2 separate regions of the Gossypium raimondii genome follow, and region 2 is linked to region 1. Evidence: chromatin contacts called from public Hi-C data. All regions are on one chromosome and are shown on one strand. The core of a region is the stretch at or near the end of the contact, and the rest is flanking DNA. Distances in the headings are between cores, read along the strand shown.

Region 1 (5,298 bases), core at 1,645-4,144:
TTGCTAACTTTGTTGACTATTATACACATGAATTATCACTTAGATGCCACGTTTATAATTTATGAATTTTTTAAATTTTAAAAATAAAAAAAATAAAAATTACAAAAAAATTCAGTACTTCGGGTAATTTGGGTAATTTTTAACCAAAAATAAAAAGCACATAATTTTCGGTTAATTTGGTTAACCGACCTTATTAACCGAAAAAATTTCGGTTCGATTAATTTTTTTAAAAAAATTCGGTTCGGTTAATGGTTAAAATTTTTGGAAGGTCGGTTAATTTGATTATAACAATTTCGAGTAGGTTAACCGAATGAACACCCCTAATTATTAGACGCTGGACAAGTAAAAGAGTAATCGAAAGCATCAAAGTCTAAAAACATTGTACGAGCCTTCAAAACAACTTGGCCCAATAAAGACAAATCATGCGACACACTAGGAAAACTTATATGATCCAGTAAAAATATTCATAAAGCCCATATCATGAGCGAAAGTAAGACCCATCATCACCGCACGAGCTTCCACCAAATTCTAATCAAAACAGTTAGGGGCTCTCATCGCCATTCCGCCCATAACCAAAGCATCCTCGTCTTGCACTATACATCCAAACCCAACTTTATTTGTGGTAGCATCCCACGAAGCATCAACATTAATTTTTACACGACTTAGGATAGAGGCACACCATCGTTCAGTCTGAAGTTGCCTCAATAAAATAGGCCTATAAATCATATTATGAACACGAAAGTCCTCAAGTGGAAACCACGCAAAATTTAGTGCAATGTTGGGGAGGGGGAGTAAGATGCTCGTTCAAAGCCTCATCATTCCACACAATCAAAAGCTCCCACAAAAACATGCAAAAATTAGCCATGGCAGTCCTGTCCAATTTACGCATAGCAAAATCTAACCAATCAGTACAATAATAAGCATCAAAAGTGAGAATTATGTCATCATACATGCCAACCAAAGAGTTCTCCCTATCAACTCCACACCGACAACAAATAGAATTAAGAGAAGACTTAAAAGTTGATATCTTAGCATGAGTAGGCAGGATTTCATGCCCAACATGCCAAATGAAAAGCTTTACCTTAGGAAGCATAGATAACTTTGAATGTAACACCTTTCACCCATTTGAACTTATGGTATGAAGGAAAGTGCCATCGAAGCACTACTTATCGAAATCTCAAAGTTATTTAAAAATTCATAACTTCATTTTTCTTTTTACAAAATTATTGAATAAAATTTGATATATTTTGAGAATTTTAGAAATAATTTAAAACCATTTAGAACATGTTTGGAAGTAACCGGAGTTATCTGAAACTTAAAGCGAGCCCCCAAAAGCCAAATCAAGTTAAAGTAGTGCAATGGCCTAGGTGTAAGGAAGTTGTATCTGTACCTCTAGAGGGATGTACCGATACAACTCCAATAACATGCTCATTTCAGCTCTTTGGCTCAATTGTTCCAAAACAACTAAGCCAAGTCCCTACACTTGGACCCATAGAATTGAAAATTAATCTGAAAACACTCTAAAACATCCCCAAACACTACTAAAATATATCAATGAGTTTTAAATCATTTTAACTTAATTTATAAACTCATTTAAACTCAAAATACAAGACATACGTATATTCGAAATGAGTAACAGAGTAAAACTTCATTAGGAAACCAAAAGAGATTTAAGTTAAGAATAAAATTTACAAATACAGTTTGAATCTAAGCCTTTAAATGCATGCCAAGGATCTTATAAAATGAAAATAATATAAATACATTACAACCTCAACTTGAAGGGTGATGCGGATTTCGACTTAGGCTTCAAAATTATCAAATGTAGCAGATTACTTATTCTTTTTTTTGTCTGAAATTAAATTAAATTAGATTTTATTTAATTTGGCTTTAATTAATTTTAAATCAATTTTAAATAGATTCTAATTTAGTTTAATTTAATTTTGAAATTTTGACATGAAGTGGGGTGGATATTTGAATGTTGGTTTTGAAAAATAATAATAAGAAATTTGTTGGAAAAAATAAAATTACTTTTTAGAAAATTAAAAAATCAGTGTTAAATAAAAATCATTTTCAGGCTTAATGTTGAAAGATTCTTTTAGAGCTCAAATTAATTATAAAAAAGACTAAATTAAGATTTAATTTTAAGGCCCAAATTAGTTTTAATTTGTTTCTAAAGCCCAAATTAATTTGTTTAATTTAACATCCAAACCTTTTGCTTTTGAAAGCCTAAACTTATTGAAAAGTCCAAAACCATTTTGTAGGCCCAATATATTTTTAATTTTAATTCGAGCACAATTTAATTTGCACCTAATATTAATTATTTTTAATGCTATGAGTCAATTTTTAAATTTGTTTACGTAATTAGAAAAAGTATATTAATAGTGTTAATGGTAACTAATTATTTTTAATGTTATGAGTCAATTTAAGTAATGAATGATAGTTTAAATGTCAACAAAGACGAAAAATAAAAACAAAAGTAAAAGACATGTATGATTGAAAGTGGAATTAGCTTCGGATAAACTACATACATAATCATTTAATTATAACAAAATTTTATTTTAAATATTAAAAGTATTTATAATTTAGATACTCACCTTACTTGATTAGATGATTTTGGTCAAAGTAGAAACGGAAATCTGAAGTAGATATTTTATATCATATATATATATATATAGTTTTAAGTAAGTTTAGATAAACGATGAGATGCAATATATTTAATTTATTTTTTATTTTATATAATAATATTATAATATCTAATCTCATCGCCAATCCTTATTTTTACATTTAACAGAAAGCAATTTTAACTTACCTTTAGTCGCTCTCAATTTGTGTTTTTCTTACAATAAGCTGAACGCAACATCAAAGATCTTTGCAAAAAGGTAAACTGCAACCGCAGTTTCTTGTTGAGTGTTTTCTTCTTCTTCCTTCACGATGGGAGGCTGTACTTCCAAGCCTTAAAAACCCAAAGACAACCACCCAAAATAACTATCCTACCCTGCCTCAGCCACCCAAATCTCCTCCGCCTCTCCTGCCTCCGACCACCCCTTTTCTTCCCACTTACAATCCGAGTCCGGCTCACCCAACCAAACCCAAAACTCCTTCGACGCCGCTGAGGTTTCTTAAGAAATCGTTTCCGTCTCCTTCTCCGGCGAAACACATCCGGGCGGTCTTGAGACGGTGGGAGCGTAGCGGGAATTGCGGAGACGAAGGAGGATGAGGATGGAGTTGAACCGGATAAAAGATTAGGGGTTTTGAAGGAGTTGAGGAGTAAATTGGAAATTGGGGAAGAAGTTGGGTATATTTGTTCTGCTAAGCTCAAGAAAGGAAGTTAAAAGGAGAACAGGTTGCTGTTAAAGTGATTCCCAAGTCCAAGCTAACAAATTTCTTTTTTCTGTATTAAATTTGGGACATTGAAATCAAAGTTATGTGCTTTAAGATAGTGAATATTAGCTGAAATTTCTTTGAAGTAGTCTTGTATGATTCTTGTTTCATTTGCCATGAATGAGGGAATTTACTGTTTTTTGTGTTCAGCTCATTGTATATCAGATTTCTGCTTCCCGCAGATATCAAAATGATCGAAATAGATACTTAAATTGTAAAAATATTTGGATGACAATTTTAATTTTAATAAACAGTGGGAAGAATATTTTAGCACGTACAATGAGAGGGAGATAACGTGGGCACTTTCCTTCCTTTTATAGAACTCAATCACCTTCACCTACCGCCTTTTCCTTCTCTTTGCGAATCTTCCAAGTAATAAATTAATCAGAAAATAGAACAAATAATTTCCTCGTACGATTTTCCTTTATTAAAATCTGACTCTTAAAACAAAATTTTGAAAATTAATTAAATAAACTAAACTAAACTACTGCACTCTAAAAAGAATCTCTCCATTTCAACTTTTGGACTTTTGCTTGCTGACATTTCTTACCTTATCAATTTTTTTGCCCCATTTCCTGGATTTTAGCTATATAATTTAATTTATTTGTTTTTCTTTCTACTTTTTTTTTTCTCAAAAGGAAAAGAAAAGGCCACATGGCTTTGAAATCTTCAAACTTGTTGCGGAGCCATCTTTTTTATGGTACCTCTAGAACCCCCTCCCCTAATTGTTATTACTTTTTTCTATTTATGTAGAGGAATTGGCATCTGAAAAGAGATAGACTTCTGGTTATTGGCAGGGTTTTTGTTGAAGTGGAGAAGAGAAAAAAGCAGAGTAATGGCTAAGCCCCTGAAGTTTAAAGGGGTGGATGAAGAGTTGCAAAAGATTTTGGATGCTAATATGGATGAAGCACCTGCTAGAAGGAGAGCCAGGGAAGCCTTTAAGCATATTCAACTTGGACTTGATCATATTTTGTTCAAGGTCTTTGTTTTTCAACTTCATCCTCCTAATATATATACTTGCCTTCTTTTGGCTACTAAATTTATGTATTGTCTCGGAGTATTAGTTCCTTTTTTCCCCTTTTTTCTTCCAATGGCTCTGGGATGGGTTTCTTTTATCTGGGTTTTCTTTATGCTGTTTAGAGGATTTTTTTTTTTTTGGTATTCAAAAGATTTATATTTCATATATTGATTGTATACAATTCCATGCACTGTTTAGAGGATTTGGTTGAGTTAATATATAGTTAAAGGAATGGCTAGATTAAAAGGAAATTTGGGTTGTAATTAGAATGAGCAGACAATTTCTCAGCATTTGTGTTCAAAGAAATGAATAAGCTGTAAGTAAGATCGTTTGTTGGCATTATTTTATTTTATTTTCTGATTCTTTTTAGTGATAGTTAAAAGGATTCGGTTAAGTTGATTAGTTTGAGAGAACAAAATTAAATTGATGGAAAATTGGATAATTATTAGAATGAATGAACTTATTCTCAATGCGAGAACTCAGTTTTCATATTCTCTTTCTTTTGGTTTGATAAGCCTGGTAGATAATTTTAACGTTTTGAGCGGTTGTTAAATAAATGTTACTTGGTTTTGACAGACACCTCTCGATGGGCTGAAGATGAAGGAGGTACAAGCTTTGGACTTGCACTTTTCCCTTTGATATTAGCTAGGCTTTTGTTCGCTACAGCTCTTATTCTTTTATCTCATTTTGAATGCATAAGAACTTCCGAATCCGAATGAAAAGTTTTGTGTAAAGATCTTGCTATGGTATTAGTTGTAATCTTGTGTTAATATCAATTGAAAGGCCACCAGATTAGCCTTAAGAAAGAATAACCTTCTGTGACTGGAAAGTTTTTTTTCTTTCTAAAGGAAGATTCCTCCATCATAAATATGTCTACGAAGTTGCTTATTCAGATGCTT
Region 2 (5,298 bases), core at 1,931-4,430, 140 kb before region 1:
ATGGCCTAACACATGGGCCCAACTGTTTGGCGACATCACGACGTCGACCTTAAATTTTCAAAACTTTACAATTTGGTCCTATTCGGTGCTCAAGTCAACAAAAAAGCTTTCTTAAGCTCGATTAAGGCTCAGATTCAATTGTGTATCATAATGAGAATGTGTTTATGACATGATTGAATGTTTGATTGATTTATTTACAGTTTATTTGACAATAGTTGCTCTAGCAATGACTATAGTATCCTATAACTCGGACCCGGCGAGGGGTGTTACAAGAAATATTAGTAGAGGTGAGAAAAATTCGATGAAAATCTACTAAATCAACCGAACCAATCAAATTCGGCATTTTTCGATTCGGTCTTGGTTGGTTTCAGTTTTAGCTCAGTTGCAGTGGTCAGTTAACCCATGTAATTTTGGTTCGGTGTCGATTTTGGATTTCAATATCGTTTTAACCGATAAAACTAACTTTAATACACATATTAAATCATATATCATATATATTATACAAAAGATGAGAGCATATATGAAAACTTTGAAATCTGAGATAGTTCTTTGAGGTATAAAATATTTCATTTTTATTATATTTAAAGTGGGTCTCATTTTTAAATTAAGTTTTAAATATGATTTCCTTGCCATTAATACTAATAATAATAATAATAATAATAATAACTTTGAACATCGTACATTAACTTACAATTAAAATTTAAAATTTAAATCTCAACGCAAATCACAAAATAATATAATTACATGCAACAACCGTATATATTATATCATATATCATATATATTATATAAAAATTTTAGGAAGCATATATAAAAACATTGAGATGTGGAATAGTATGAGACCCATTATTAACTTAATTTAATAACATTATATAATATTTTAATTTAATTTAATAACATTATATAATATTTTAATTTAATTTAATTTTATCACATTATATACTAATTAATTTAATTTAATTATCATACTATATACCTTTGTATTAATCACATAATATAATAATTTAAGAATCAAATATAAATATAACAATTATTTTTATTGATTTCATCATTCGAGAAATGGGAAAAGAAGTAATCTTGTTTAGTTCTTTTGTTTATTATATATACGATAGCATGCATGCATACATACATAATATCATTTTATATATATAGAAATAATTTTAGTAACAATTAGTTCTAAATAAGCTTTTAAGACATTTGTTAACTATTACATCAATATGATTTAATTTTACAATCAAATTATTAGTGAAATATTATAAAAAATTAAGTAGATTCATAAAAATAATTAATTGCATTTTAATAATGCATACAATTGGTCCTTGCATGATACGGATATCCAGACAAGTATATTTATATTATAAGGTAACAATGATAACCTAATTCTTTTTCACGTGTCATACCTATCCTATTGGCATGTGGCAACAAAATATTTTTACATATAATATCTATTTTAAAAATTAATACAAAATTTAAATAAAAATACAAACCTTTTTAAATTAATAATAATATCTAAAAGATAAACTTCAAACGTTTTTGTTTTAAATTTGTTTTAATATGTTTTAATTTAAGATTTTAAATTAATTTAAGTGATATATCGTTTTTAAATAAATAAAAATCATAGAAGAAATTTAAAATATATATTCTATTAAATTTAAATAATGATATGTTAATTAAAATATATACCTAATAAAATATTAATTTAGTATTAAATTTTGAATTTAAATAATTGAGTAAATTATACCACCCCAACTATTGCCTATTTTATTTTTTATCACCCAACTATCAATTTCTTAATTTGGTCACTTAACTAATCAAAATTATTTTTTTGACCCATTTCCGTTAAGTGCCATTAAATGTCTGATGGGAGGTAGCGTGACAGTTAAAAAATCGGTATAATAACAAATTTAGCCCTCAACTTTTACATATTATATCGACTTGGTCATAATTTTTTAAAAAATTAACCCTCAAAATTTACAAAGGATCTCAATTTGATCTTGAAAATTATCCCAACAAACAAAGTTAGTGAACTGTTTTTATTTTTATTTTTTCATAAGTCAAATTTATGTTTTTACACTATTTAAAACTTGGTTTCGTACCGAAAGAAATTATTTAAAACTTTGTTTGTAAAATTAAAAGTATTAAATATATAGATTTCTAAAAGATATTAAAAAGTCTTTTAAACTTTATTTTTAAAATTAAAAAGGGTAAACTATAAAATAGTCACTTTTGTTTCTCTTAGGTTACATTTTAATTACTTATATTTAAAATATTACGTTTTAGTCACTTACGTTAACGCGTTGTAACATTTTAGCCATTGAGCCGTAAATTTCCATTAACAATGTAATGGTAAGCTGATGTGGCACGTTAAATCATCATTTCAAACAAAAATTTCATGTTAAATTATACAATTGATCCCCATATTTTTTCGTTTTGAGCAGTTTTTTTTTCTTTTATGTTCTTTCAACTTTCTCTTTTTTTTTCTTCCCCATTTTTTAGTCTTTTATGCTTCTCCCTCTATTTTCCTTCTTTTTCCATCTCTTTTAACATAAAAGAAAAAAAATTAAATTGCTCAAAACGAAAAAAATATGGAGACTAATTGTATAATTTAACCTAAATTTTTGTTTAAAATGATGATTTAATGTGCCACATCACTACCATTACATCATTAACAACAATTAACGGCTCAGTGACTAAAATGTTACAACACGTTAACATAAGTGATTAAAACGTAACATTTCAAATATAAGTGACTAAAATGTAACCAAAGGGAAACAAAAGTGACTATTTTGGTAGTTTACTCAATTAAAATCATTTTAAACTTTATTATAATAGTTTTATTTTTCAAATTTTCTTTCTTATAATTCATAATATTACAAATATATTATCTTTCAAAAATTTATTTATATTTTTTAAATAATATTAACCAATATATATCCATTTAAATAATAAGAAATTCATGAAAGGCATGAACAGTATATATATATACCAAACTCAAATCCAAAATATTACTCAGCCAAACCCAAATCCAAAATAAACAATACAATTTATTCAAAGTCCAAACCCAAACAAAATAACAAGCACAACCCAAATTCATTTCCCCCTATAAAAATATATCTAAGGCTAAGCCCTACCAAGCCCTCGTCGGTTTCTCTCATTTCCCCTTTGCCTTTCCTAAATCAATGGACGTAATTTCCCAACCTCCATCTCGCCTCCAGCCTTCTCCCAGCACGGTAGCGCCGTTACTGTCTATCAGCTTCTCTTGTCAATTGTTTCTCTCAGCATCAACAAATACTGACCCTCTCCTGTTTTTATTTTTCCTCCATATGTACACCATTGGTTTCATATTATTTGGGTGATTGATTCAATATTGCAAAATGAAATCTAATTGTTCTTGATGAATATCAATTAAACAGATCACAATGTTGATCTTGGCTGTTGTTCAGTCACTAATTAGCCTCAAAATTACTATTTTCGATTTATATAGTTTAAATTTGTATGCTTTAAGCACCAACTTATCTACTTTTTATTATTATTATTATCCATTTTTATTGTATGTTGATTATATCGTGATTTTATTTTGTTGGTGTCTGGCATTCTGGGTCATTAGCGGGTGAAAGAATAGGTACCCTTCGTGATCTTCAGCAATATCTAAGATTCTCATTTCAACTCATCCACAGTTGTAATGTTTATTTTGAATGTTAAAATGTGTCTTGTACCTAGTTGTTGAAGTCTATTAGGCTAAACTATGTTTAAAGTGCATATTATATGTTTAGGTTTAATGCCTTAGATGAAGTATGAAGTAAATATAAGAAGGTTATGCACTTTAATCATTGGTTTCTTGCTTGCCAAATAAACTAGCTTGGTAGATAAGTAGGATAACTTTGTACTGTGTATGTGTATCATGTTTTGGTTTGATGTGGTGATATTAAAGGTGTGAATTTTGAAATGATTTTATAGTGTATCAGTACGTGTAGCCAAATGTATCAGTATGTCCACTGCTATAGTACGAGGTACTTGTATCGATACAAGTCCTCACTTGTAATGATACATCTATGCTAGACAGGGTCTCTCTTGTTGACTCTCAAAATTCTATATTTCGTATTGTTTTAAAATGTTTTCATCTTGATTTTAAATTTTTAAAGATGAATTGGATTATTTGAATTGGTTTAATCTAAATGATCTTGTCGAAACTATTTTTTTATTTTGGAAAAAAACAAAAATTAGTTGTCGACTTTAAAAAGAACAAAAATTGGGAGTCGCCACTAATCTTTTATTGAGATGTAATTGGATCACCTAAACAACAGCTTTGGTCTACGAGTTTTAGAAAAATGGATCCGGGAGTCGGTTATGTACGAGGAAGGATTAGCACCCTCGTAACGACCAAAATTGGTACCTAGTTAATTAATTAGTGTCTTAATGTCGAAAATTTAAAAATATGATCCTTAATAAAAACTAAAAAACGTTACTTATTAAGACTTTATCATTTCAGAGAAAGAAAATGTCACACCCAGTGCGTTAGGACACGACATTCTATTTCCTCAAAAATGATTTAGTCCAAAATACTCTTATAATAAAAATTTAAAAGAATATCCATTTATTTAAGATTTAAGAAATCACGGCCCAATACGTTAGGGCACAATTTCTCAAAATCCTAAACTTGGAATATTTCCTTTGTTATCATTTTTTTTTTAAATATTTGTCTCGAGAAATCAATACGTCACATCCAATACGTTAGGATACAACATATTAAATTCCCGACAACAAGCTTTTCATTTTATTTTTTGATTAATGAGCAACTCTCGATCGTTAGATTTAACGAAGAAAATCAGAATCCAATACGTTAGGGCTCAATTTCCTTGAAAATCCTAAATACGAGTATTATCTCAATTTTGAAAATTTTTGAATAAAATGATTTTGATGCTTGAATGATATCAAACATAGCCTTTTAAGCGAATAGAATGCGATAAATGACAATATACAACATGGAGCGATAATTAGTAAATAAAACATACACTAATGAATAATAAATAATAAATGAATTGAAAGAAAATACATAAATCTATTTAAGAGAGAATTTAAAGTTAATAGATAAAATAATATGAAATCAATAATATATAGAATAAAAATAATTTATTACAAATTATATATGTATATATAAAATAGCATTGTATAAAAACATTTTCATATAAATCTTTAAGACATATAAATATGTAAAGTGAATTTCAAAATATATTACAAAATAGGGATATCAAAGAATATATACAAATCATGTTGAATTTACCTAAAATATAAAAAGTGT

What was found. A called contact is a pair of places that touch in the nucleus more often than the background predicts.
Region 2: a Hi-C map of leaf shows a contact between it and region 1, with 3 times the contacts expected there. The contact joins the enhancer-like site here to the promoter of LOC105763144 in region 1. A contact is called at or near these places in 2 of 2 Hi-C or Micro-C datasets (both in leaf).

What each region holds. Positions count from the first base shown.
Region 1 is chr12:8,368,834-8,374,131 of ASM2569854v1, reverse strand. It overlaps LOC105763144 (caffeoylshikimate esterase), which reads left to right and starts at 2,894. Exons shown (of 10, transcript XM_052625597.1): 1 at 2,894-3,355; 2 at 4,020-4,081; 3 at 4,179-4,360; 4 at 4,976-5,005. The coding sequence starts at 4,036.
Region 2 is chr12:8,512,308-8,517,605 of ASM2569854v1, reverse strand. No RefSeq gene overlaps it. Among protein-coding and RNA genes, the nearest start is that of LOC105762334, 4.9 kb to the right of the region's middle. Within about 2 kb of position 3,180, the one cell type or tissue checked has open chromatin away from gene starts, as enhancers often do. A contact at or near this core is called in leaf, where this site is marked.